3 separate regions of the Mus musculus genome follow, and all the other regions are linked to region 1. A link is a contact called in public HiChIP or PLAC-seq data. All regions are on one chromosome and are shown on one strand. Each heading gives the region's core, a stretch centred on a gene start, on an enhancer-like site or on the middle of the called end of the contact. The rest is flanking DNA. Distances are from core to core; before and after follow the strand shown.

Region 1 (2,692 bases), core at 114-2,613:
GGGGATCAAGCTTGAAATAGTTCTAATTTTGAAAATATCCACTAAAAAACCTCCATAATGCAAGGTACTAGGTGATTTCTAGGTAAAAGCCTTTGGTGTTCTCTCATTGACCTTATAGACGTTGGGTGGTAGGAGAGGGGTAGAAGGCTTTGCAGTATATTCCGCCGTTATCTAATACTCAGCCTGAGGTGATTGCTTCCGTGTGTAGGCGGATGCATGCCTCTCGCTCAGCTCCATTGATTTCAATTCCTGACCAACTCCTGTTTCTGTGACCTTCAGAGTTCAAGATCATAGCTAATATTATTAACAGAAATCATCTTAACCAGGAGTGTAATAATGGATTTTGAGGAGTTGTAAGGTGAATTAATATTCCCTAGCTAATTTGCCTAAGGCTTATACAATAACCATTGAATTCGGGGATGCATCTCAGTGTGACTCTGTCAGTAAGGGAAATAAAAGCATTGCCACTCAAAGGGACATCTTGTTTGCAATTCAATTTGCTCACTTTTCAACCAAATTTAGCACTGGGAGAATATTCTGTAATGACTCTTGATGCATGCCTTATTGGTAAGTGAATATATACCCTTTAAATATTTATTGGAGGTCTTTTAAACGGGTGCAAAGATAAATCAATACGAATGTGAAGATCTATTCTTCCTGCTAAATTATTAGTAATCATCACTCTATATGCCCCAGTGCTGTTAAGGTGTGAAGGGATGCAGGGGGACTGGAGAGAGTGTCCAGCATGTTAATATGCCTAATGCATCCTTATGCCAAAGGCACATGACATAATTCATTACATATTATGTGACTTCCTGGCATAGCTCATAGGAAGCCATTTGAAAGTCATATTACTCGTGATATGAATGCCTCAAGATTTTAGCTTTCTTAGAGTCATTTATTTAAGAAATATTTTCTTAAAAGAAAAATTTTAATAATCTTGAGAACTAAAATAACCACTAATTTAAAGAAAAAAAACTTAAATCATTATTTTCCTTGTAAATAAGGCCATCTTGGGTTCTGTATTTGTCAAAGGCAACACGGCCACACCCCAACCCAAACCTCCCCACCCCCGCCCCTACCCAGGCCCTTGGTGACATCACATTCCCAGTGATGAAGAAGCTCCCCCTCACTCCAGCAACTACCAGCTCATCCACTGCTTCCAGAGTTAACCTCCTGCAATCGCATCTAGAGGGGTTCCTCCCACTGCACCTCCTAGAAATAATGTGTTTATTAGAATGCATTATTTAGATCCTAAAGCTATGTGCAGCCCTGTAATCCCAGCAACCCAGGAGGCTGAGGCAGGAAGAACTCAAGGCTGATTCTACCCTGGGCTACATAGAGAGACACCGCCTCAAATGAAAAGATGGGCTGGGGAGATGACTCAGCAGTTAAGAGCACTGGCTACTCTAGGTTTAGTTCCCAGCACCCACATGGTGTCGCAAAACCATGTATATCATCTAGGATCCAGTGCCCTCTTCTGGCTTCCCCAGGAACTGCATGCATATGGTGCACTTGCTTGCAGGCAGGCAAAACACTCATACACATAAAAAATTAATCGTTTTAATTTTTTTAAAGAAATTAAACGAGGAAAAAGGAGATGAAGAAGAAAAAAGAAAATGAAATTAAAGAATTCTTACTGTGCGTGAGACAGTTTGCTGGGCAAGCATTAATTCAACTGTCGTCATAATTATTTCATCTCCACAAACTAAGTCATCAGTTTCTAAGCATGCAACTAAGACGTGGGGAGCCAAGTTCAGGTCCTGTGGATGCGGAGGTCATACTCTGTGAAAGCTCTGCCCAACACTACTGGTGTCCTCATCTGCCTCCATCTAAACCAGCGGTTCTCAACCTTCCTGATGCTGCAACCCTTTAATACAGATCCTCACGTTGTGGTGACCTCCAACCATAATTTTTTTTTTGCTACTTCATAACTGTAATTTTGCTACTGTTATGAACCATAATGCAAATATCTGTGTTTTCCAGTGGTCTTAGGCAAACTCTGTGCAAAGGTCATTCAATTCCCAAAAGGGTCAAGGCGCACAAGTTGAATACCTCTGATCCAAATGATATAAGCTCGGAGACATATGGGTGAAGTTATGAAAGGCTGTCACCCATGCTCTCTACTTCTGTGTTTTGTATATAAGAGCTGCTCGCTCAGATTCCCTAAATAAATTCTAATAAATAGGAAAGAGGATGTGGAAGCCTGCTAACCCTAATTATAGTTTCCTTTTTAAACAGCCACTTTCCCAACTCATTGGTACAGATTACAGCCTACATATAACCCACAAAGAACAAAATGTGGCTATCACTAAGTTCAGAGGCCCTTATTAGCTGCTCTGTCCTAAGGAGAAATGCTGTGAAAATACCACATGATGAGCAGGCTAACAGGGGGCTTAACACTTCTGACTTGCTAGAAATATGATGGCACTTTAAGCTCAGCTCCTCAGCTGGTGAGAGCTTTGTCTAAACTACAAGCATCCCAGCCTTCCAAGAATTACTACCATAATATTTATTGAGCAATAACAATTGCTAACTGCAGCTCAGGCTGTTGAATTGGACATCGTCTCTACCCAGGAGAATTGTGATTGAAATTGTGCAGGTCTACAGAAATGTAGGGAGAAAAGCAGTGTTCTTGCTGTGTTCTTCTTACTCCTGCCCCCACGTGAAGTCCATAAACAATGCAATCTGT
Region 2 (2,692 bases), core at 126-2,625, 180 kb after region 1:
AGCCGGACGCGAAGGGGCTCTGATAGAGGGGGCTGTTGACATTGTATAAGCCCGGCACAGTGGAGGCGAAGGCGCCGGCGCCCGGCCCGTAGCCGCTTCTCTGCGAGTTGGGTGCAAAGGAGCAAGAAGTCGGCTCGGCATTTTGGAAGAGAGAAGCCCCCGCCGTATATTTGCTAAAAAGCGCGTTCACATAATACGAAGAACTCATAATTTTGACCTGTGATTTGTTGTCCGGCAGCTTTCAGTGTCGGTTTTACGAGGTAGCGTGATATATGATAACATTACACCCCCAGATTTACACCAAACCCCATTTTCTTTTGGACGGAGCTCGCCGCGGCACGTGACCGCCCACATGACCGCCTCCGCCAATCTCAGCAGCCCTCACAGGTGGTCCCGCGCCACGGGCCGCCTGCCTCCTAGAATGGAAGGGGAAGAGGCTCACAGACGCGGCCTGCCTGCACCGGGCTGCCAGGGCGCCCGACGCAATCAGACCCCTAGGCTCCGCCAGAGCCCCGTCCCAGCCGCCGAAGCCTGGAGGCAGGGATCTCGCCCCCTCCCCCGACAACCTCATACCTATTCCTGAACCCCAGATCCACTGTGTGGATTCCCCCTGTTCGGGCCCTCTCTGAGGGTCCAAGACCCAGGGTCTCTGTAACCTGTCCGCCCAAAGATGGTCTAGAGAGGGAAATCCACTCTTTGCCCACCTCTCTCTATAAGCAGGGAAACCTTTAAGACCTGATTTGATGCTCCAGCGCCAACACCGCAGGCGCGGTGTCTCCTCTAGCCGAGCGGAGAGACCGCTGCCACAAACTGGAACCATGTGGTTCGAATAAAGTCAACGTCTCTCAGCTTCCTTTCTTTAATCGGCGGCGCACTGTTTATCTGCCCTAAAGGAAGCAGTGAAATATTTATCTATTAATGAGCCTCATTTGCCAACAGATATACTAACATGGGATTCCTTTTCTCCTCCCGGACACTGCGGCCCTGGCAGTTTCTCTGCATTTGCTCCTGGGCACCTGGCTGGCTGGCAGCAACTCCAGAGATAGCTCAACACCCGCTTTGTCCTTGCCACAACCCCTAGTTACCCCCTAGATGACAAAAAACTGGGGTATCCTCATTCAGTTTGGGAGAAACTCGGCTCCACAAATTTTAAAACACATCCGTCATACACTCCTGGCGGCTCTCAGGCAAGCAAGCCTTCCACCCTGTGGGCCGGTAACAGTTTTAGAGCTGGATTAGAGACAGGAGAGGTAATCTCAGGACCTGGGTGCTGTAGCTCATTGTGGAACCCCAGTTCTTTAGGAGACAATAAAAGCGAATAAGGGAGCCCTTTCTAGGGGCCACCCAGATCCCGCGGCTTCACCTTTCTAAGCACTGTGTGCTTGCTAAGCACAGCCTCGTTCTCTCCCAAATAGTAGCCCACCCTGGGGGCTTACCTTGCTGGGCTTCAGACCCCCTCCCCCTGCAATGATAGGTCGGGTGAAGGCTCTGCTGCCCAACGCTCTCTGGAGGATATTTGGGTGAACCCTTCCCCTAAACGCCTCATAAACTGCTCAGGCCATGCTGGAAGACTGGCGACCTTTTACTGCTCAGCTCGATTGCACATCATAAACCCGACTTCACAATGGAATTGCCCCGGAAATTCTCCTCTAAATTATAGAGTTTGGTTCCTGGTGTACAAAGCACTTTCTTATCACTTTCAGTGGGTCCAGGCTGCCTCCACCTACCCCACCCCCGTTTACCGCATCCTCTCAGGGGGGTCTTGGAAGCACAAAAGACAGAGGGATGTTCAAATCCCGCTGGAACGAACCCCAGCTCCTACCTAGTAAAGGGCTCAGGTTTTGGTGGGGAGGAGGGCAGGTGGGAGCTGGGCTATCTCCCCTGGAGCATAAGGACCCTAAGGCGGCAATATCCGGGATCCACTTTATGGTGGACCAGGATGGGAAACAGAAGAGGTGAAACAGGGAGGGGGTAGAAATCGAAATAACAGTGTCTTCTAAGAGAGAAATAAAATTCTAAAATAGCTAAAAGAAGATGAAGCAAACCAAAAGAAGGCTAGGAGATCAAAGAGGCGAAATTAGACTGCTTTAGACCAATAAATTGTTCCTGGGGTGACACAGAAGGGCGCACAGTGAAAGGCCAGGCAGGCCCAGGCGGTCTGTCTAGACTCAGGAGACTGGAGCAGTCCAAAGGCACGTGTCTAAAGTGGAACTTCTCTTTAGAAGGAGACCTGACAACCAGAGTTCGGAGTTGGGTTGAACAGGAAAAACACGACACTAACACACCTAGGAAGGTCATCTGAATTTGGCCTGAAAGGACTAAGTGGTTCCCACAAGAGACTCTGTGCTAGTTTGCCAAGGCCAAATAGGTCCCAAATTCTGCTGTTTTCAAGGTCTTGGCACTTCTGGGCACAAGTCTTCCCTCTGAGTGGGATTCAAGACTCACCAAAAACCCTCACTTCGTTTCTGTGTCTCTTTTCCCTTGGCAGACTTTGAACAAAATCAGACTCTCAGCAAGGCCTATTTAATTATATGTTTTCTGACTGTTGGCTCCCTACTTATTTAATGGAAATGTATCTGTTATGTGTGAAAATATTCACACACTATTGAGCCCAGACCCAGTTTTTAATCTGCTATCTAAATATTTCCCAACGCTGTCCCAGAACTAGCTTTCAAACCTACTGCCAGAGTTT
Region 3 (2,692 bases), core at 95-2,594, 140 kb after region 1:
GACCGCTGGCTGCTCCGGCGGCTGGCCCCCGGCGGACTGGGGCGGCTGGACCCCCTCCCCTCCCCTCCCCTCCCCCACGCCCGCCCCCGCCCTACCCGCGGCCGCGGCCCCAGATAAGCGCTGGCGCGGCCGGGCTCCGCGGGGCTAGTGGCACCGACTTGGGTATGTTTCTTATGAATACTGCGCCGAGCAGGGGTCGGTCGGGGGGTGCGGTAAGGGGTGCCGGGGCGGGCGGGAGGGGAGAGCAGAGCGGCTAGGGAAGCGCCGGCGTGGGGGGATGGGGCTGAGGCGAGGGGAGGAACAGGAGCAGAGCGAGCTCCGCGGCAGCGGGAGGAGGGCGGCCTCCCCCACCCCACGCCCTCCCTCTCCTTCCTAGGCGTCACTAAAGTCCAGGAAAATTATGCTAATGAGGACAAACGGCTTTCACAAAGGGGCTCTCTTGTGGGGTTCTATTTTTTAAGAATCTGTCTGAGAAACCACGCAATTCCCTGCCATGGACATTTTCATGGGGTGGGGGGTGGGGAAAGAAGAGAAGAAGAAATGAGTTGCCCTGACTTTGGGCAGTTTTCTTCACCTGCCGCTCCCAATACAGACACCCTAAAGCCAGTCCCTGTGGTGTAGGGCCTATTTCCAGACACCTCCCAAATGCAATTCAACTGCCTTTGGTTAAATTTCTAGGCTTAACGGAAGGAAGTATCCCAGGGAGATGGACAACTGTCCCTACAGTAAAATGAACCTTTGTGGGCTCAGGCACACACAAAGATATTCAGAAACTTAAGTCTCCACCTCTTGTGTACCCATTGCACAGTACCGGCGGGCACGGAAGCAGGTAGTCCATGAGGAAGATAGCTAAGGAACCAACACAAATGGACATCCGGGATATTTCACCCTCTAATTAGTTGAATGGCCTTCCTTTTGCTTGGTTGAGGAAAAGCCTACATTTGCTTGGTAATATGCCACAACGTTAAAGAGGATGGGGTCGTTCCCAATGCCCCGTTCAGCTTCCCAGCTTCAGAAACAAACTCCTCCAAAGCACGGGGGGGGGGGGGGGCGGAGAAGAGAGAAAAGGAGCTTTCGTGCAATTCCGAGGCGTCAACGAGGGTCCCTCTCAAAGGAAGGTGTTAAAAATATAAGTAGTATGTTTAAACTGTCAGGGAGCCAAAGTGTCACCTTAGAGCAAAAACAAAGCCAGGGGGGAAAGGGAGAAATCAAAAAAGCACTCCGGGCCAGGGTGGCCTCATGCATACCAATGGTTTTTGTCATTTATGGCTGGGCAAGATTTATGACTCGGCTCCCCAAAGCTGTAAACAGAGCACAAAACAGCAAACACTTGCTCCTTATGGCAGATTGCAGCGGCGCAACTTGAAAGGGAAGAGCCCGGGACGTGTAGGAGGTGAGAGCCGGCCGCAAAATCCGCTCGGCCGCTTTTTCTCTTCAAACCCTCAGGGTCGGATGTGGCATTTGAAGAAAGAAGGCGTGGGTCAATAATCAACCCGCACTTTCTCCTCCAAACTGCTGACGCGACTCTCACCGCCTTCTCAGCTAAGCCAGCTGCAGGGAAGGCCGTGAGAACCAGACCTAGGAGTGGACTGTCTGAGCCAAGGGGGCTGAGAGCGTTGGAGCAAAGGGCTAGGGCGTATGCAACGCATACCTTTCTTGCACCACCAAATCAAGCAGCCCGAGTGCCAAGACCAGGCCGGACCGAAGGAAGTGCAGGAGCCGCGGGAGAGCTCAGCTCCGTGCGCCCTCGACTAGCACCTAGGTGGCTCTGGGCGGTGGGTCCCAGCCGGCAAAATAGAGCTCTGATTTCAATAAGCGGGTCTGGCGTCCTGGCACATAGATTGCGGGTACCCGCGGCTCATCTGAAATCCAAAAGGCTGGCTTTGAAGCAAGCATAGGCGAGATTGTTAAAATTAATAATTTATAATAGCAAGGTTTTGTTGGCTTGTTACTGGGTTGTGATCGAAGATTCGCTGCTATTTGATATCCATTTCTAGAAATTGCTCACTGCCGCTTTCCAGGCGAATCCCGCAGTTCCACAGCCTCTCCCAAACCACCAAGCTTTTCTTTGCTCAGCATCCGTGGGCTTCCCCATCTTTTCTAAGTCCCGTGATTTCCAGAGTGACCAGAAGAAGCGTTTTCTAAGGCACAGAAGAGTACTTGTAGCAACGGGGTGCCTGATGGAACCTTTCTGCCATTCAAGGGGTGTCCTGCCCATCTCTGAGGGGGCTCACCGCTCCAAGACTCTCTGTGCAAGCCAGGGAGGAAGGTGAGGAGTAACTTTTGGCAAGAAGTATCGTTAAAATCCAAAGATGGGGAGGGAAGGTATTGAGGAAATATGCTGGCCTATGAAGATGAGGATGGAACTTTGAGAGTCCAGGGGACCAGTCTTTCTAATAGCTAATCGTTTGGCCATAACCTGGGTGGCTTTAGCTCTTTCCTGGGAGGGGAGAGAAAAAGCCAACTGTGCTCTATGAAAGCAGTTATTGGCTTCTTACTGTGCATGCTTTTTATACAGAACCAGGCTGGAGAGTCTGTTGTTAGATATTTATTCTCTTGTCGGCACTGAAGCCACAATAAAAAGATGCCTCTAACAAACCTTTACTCCATTTCTCCTTCTTTCTAGTGAAACTATATTATTTATGAGTCTTTAACTGGGTCAAAAATGCACCAGAACTGGGTCATAAATCAT

The links. HiChIP or PLAC-seq counts read pairs in DNA pulled down with a chosen protein or histone mark.
Region 2: an H3K27ac HiChIP or PLAC-seq map of embryonic stem cells shows a contact between it and region 1, with 9 read pairs. The contact joins the promoter of Hoxa7 here to the enhancer-like site in region 1. A contact is called at or near these places in 1 of 39 promoter capture datasets (the C10 cell line), 2 of 15 datasets of contacts at CTCF or cohesin (the NIH/3T3 cell line and embryonic stem cells), 9 of 484 Hi-C or Micro-C datasets (the HL-1 cell line, bone marrow-derived dendritic cells, embryonic stem cells and 3 more), 5 of 115 datasets of contacts at active chromatin or transcription factors (acute myeloid leukemia, embryonic stem cells, fetal liver and 2 more) and 4 of 9 other capture datasets (adipose tissue, embryonic stem cells, macrophages and 1 more).
Region 3: a contact with region 1 is called in an H3K4me3 HiChIP or PLAC-seq map of embryonic stem cells, with 12 read pairs. The contact joins the promoter of 5730596B20Rik here to the enhancer-like site in region 1. A contact is called at or near these places in 1 of 39 promoter capture datasets (neural stem cells), 2 of 484 Hi-C or Micro-C datasets (both in embryonic stem cells), 9 of 115 datasets of contacts at active chromatin or transcription factors (the NIH/3T3 cell line, embryonic basal ganglia, embryonic hindbrain and 5 more) and 3 of 9 other capture datasets (adipose tissue, liver and pancreatic islet).

What each region holds. Positions count from the first base shown.
Region 1 is chr6:52,034,833-52,037,524 of GRCm38.p6, forward strand. No RefSeq gene overlaps it. Among named protein-coding and RNA genes, the nearest start is that of Skap2, 24 kb to the left of the region's middle. Within about 2 kb of position 1,364, at least 8 of the 459 cell types and tissues checked have an H3K27ac peak or open chromatin away from gene starts, as enhancers often do. A contact at or near this core is called in embryonic stem cells, where this site is marked.
Region 2 is chr6:52,217,198-52,219,889 of GRCm38.p6, forward strand. Hoxa7 (homeobox A7) reads right to left here and starts at 1,376. Exons shown (of 2, transcript NM_010455.2): 1 at 1-1,376. The coding sequence starts at 208.
Region 3 is chr6:52,175,811-52,178,502 of GRCm38.p6, forward strand. 5730596B20Rik (RIKEN cDNA 5730596B20 gene) reads left to right here and starts at 1,345. Exons shown (of 1, transcript NR_163848.1): 1 at 1,345-2,692. All of the region lies in intron 3 of Hoxa3 (homeobox A3), which reads right to left. All of the region lies in intron 1 of LOC115490409 (a long non-coding RNA gene), which reads left to right.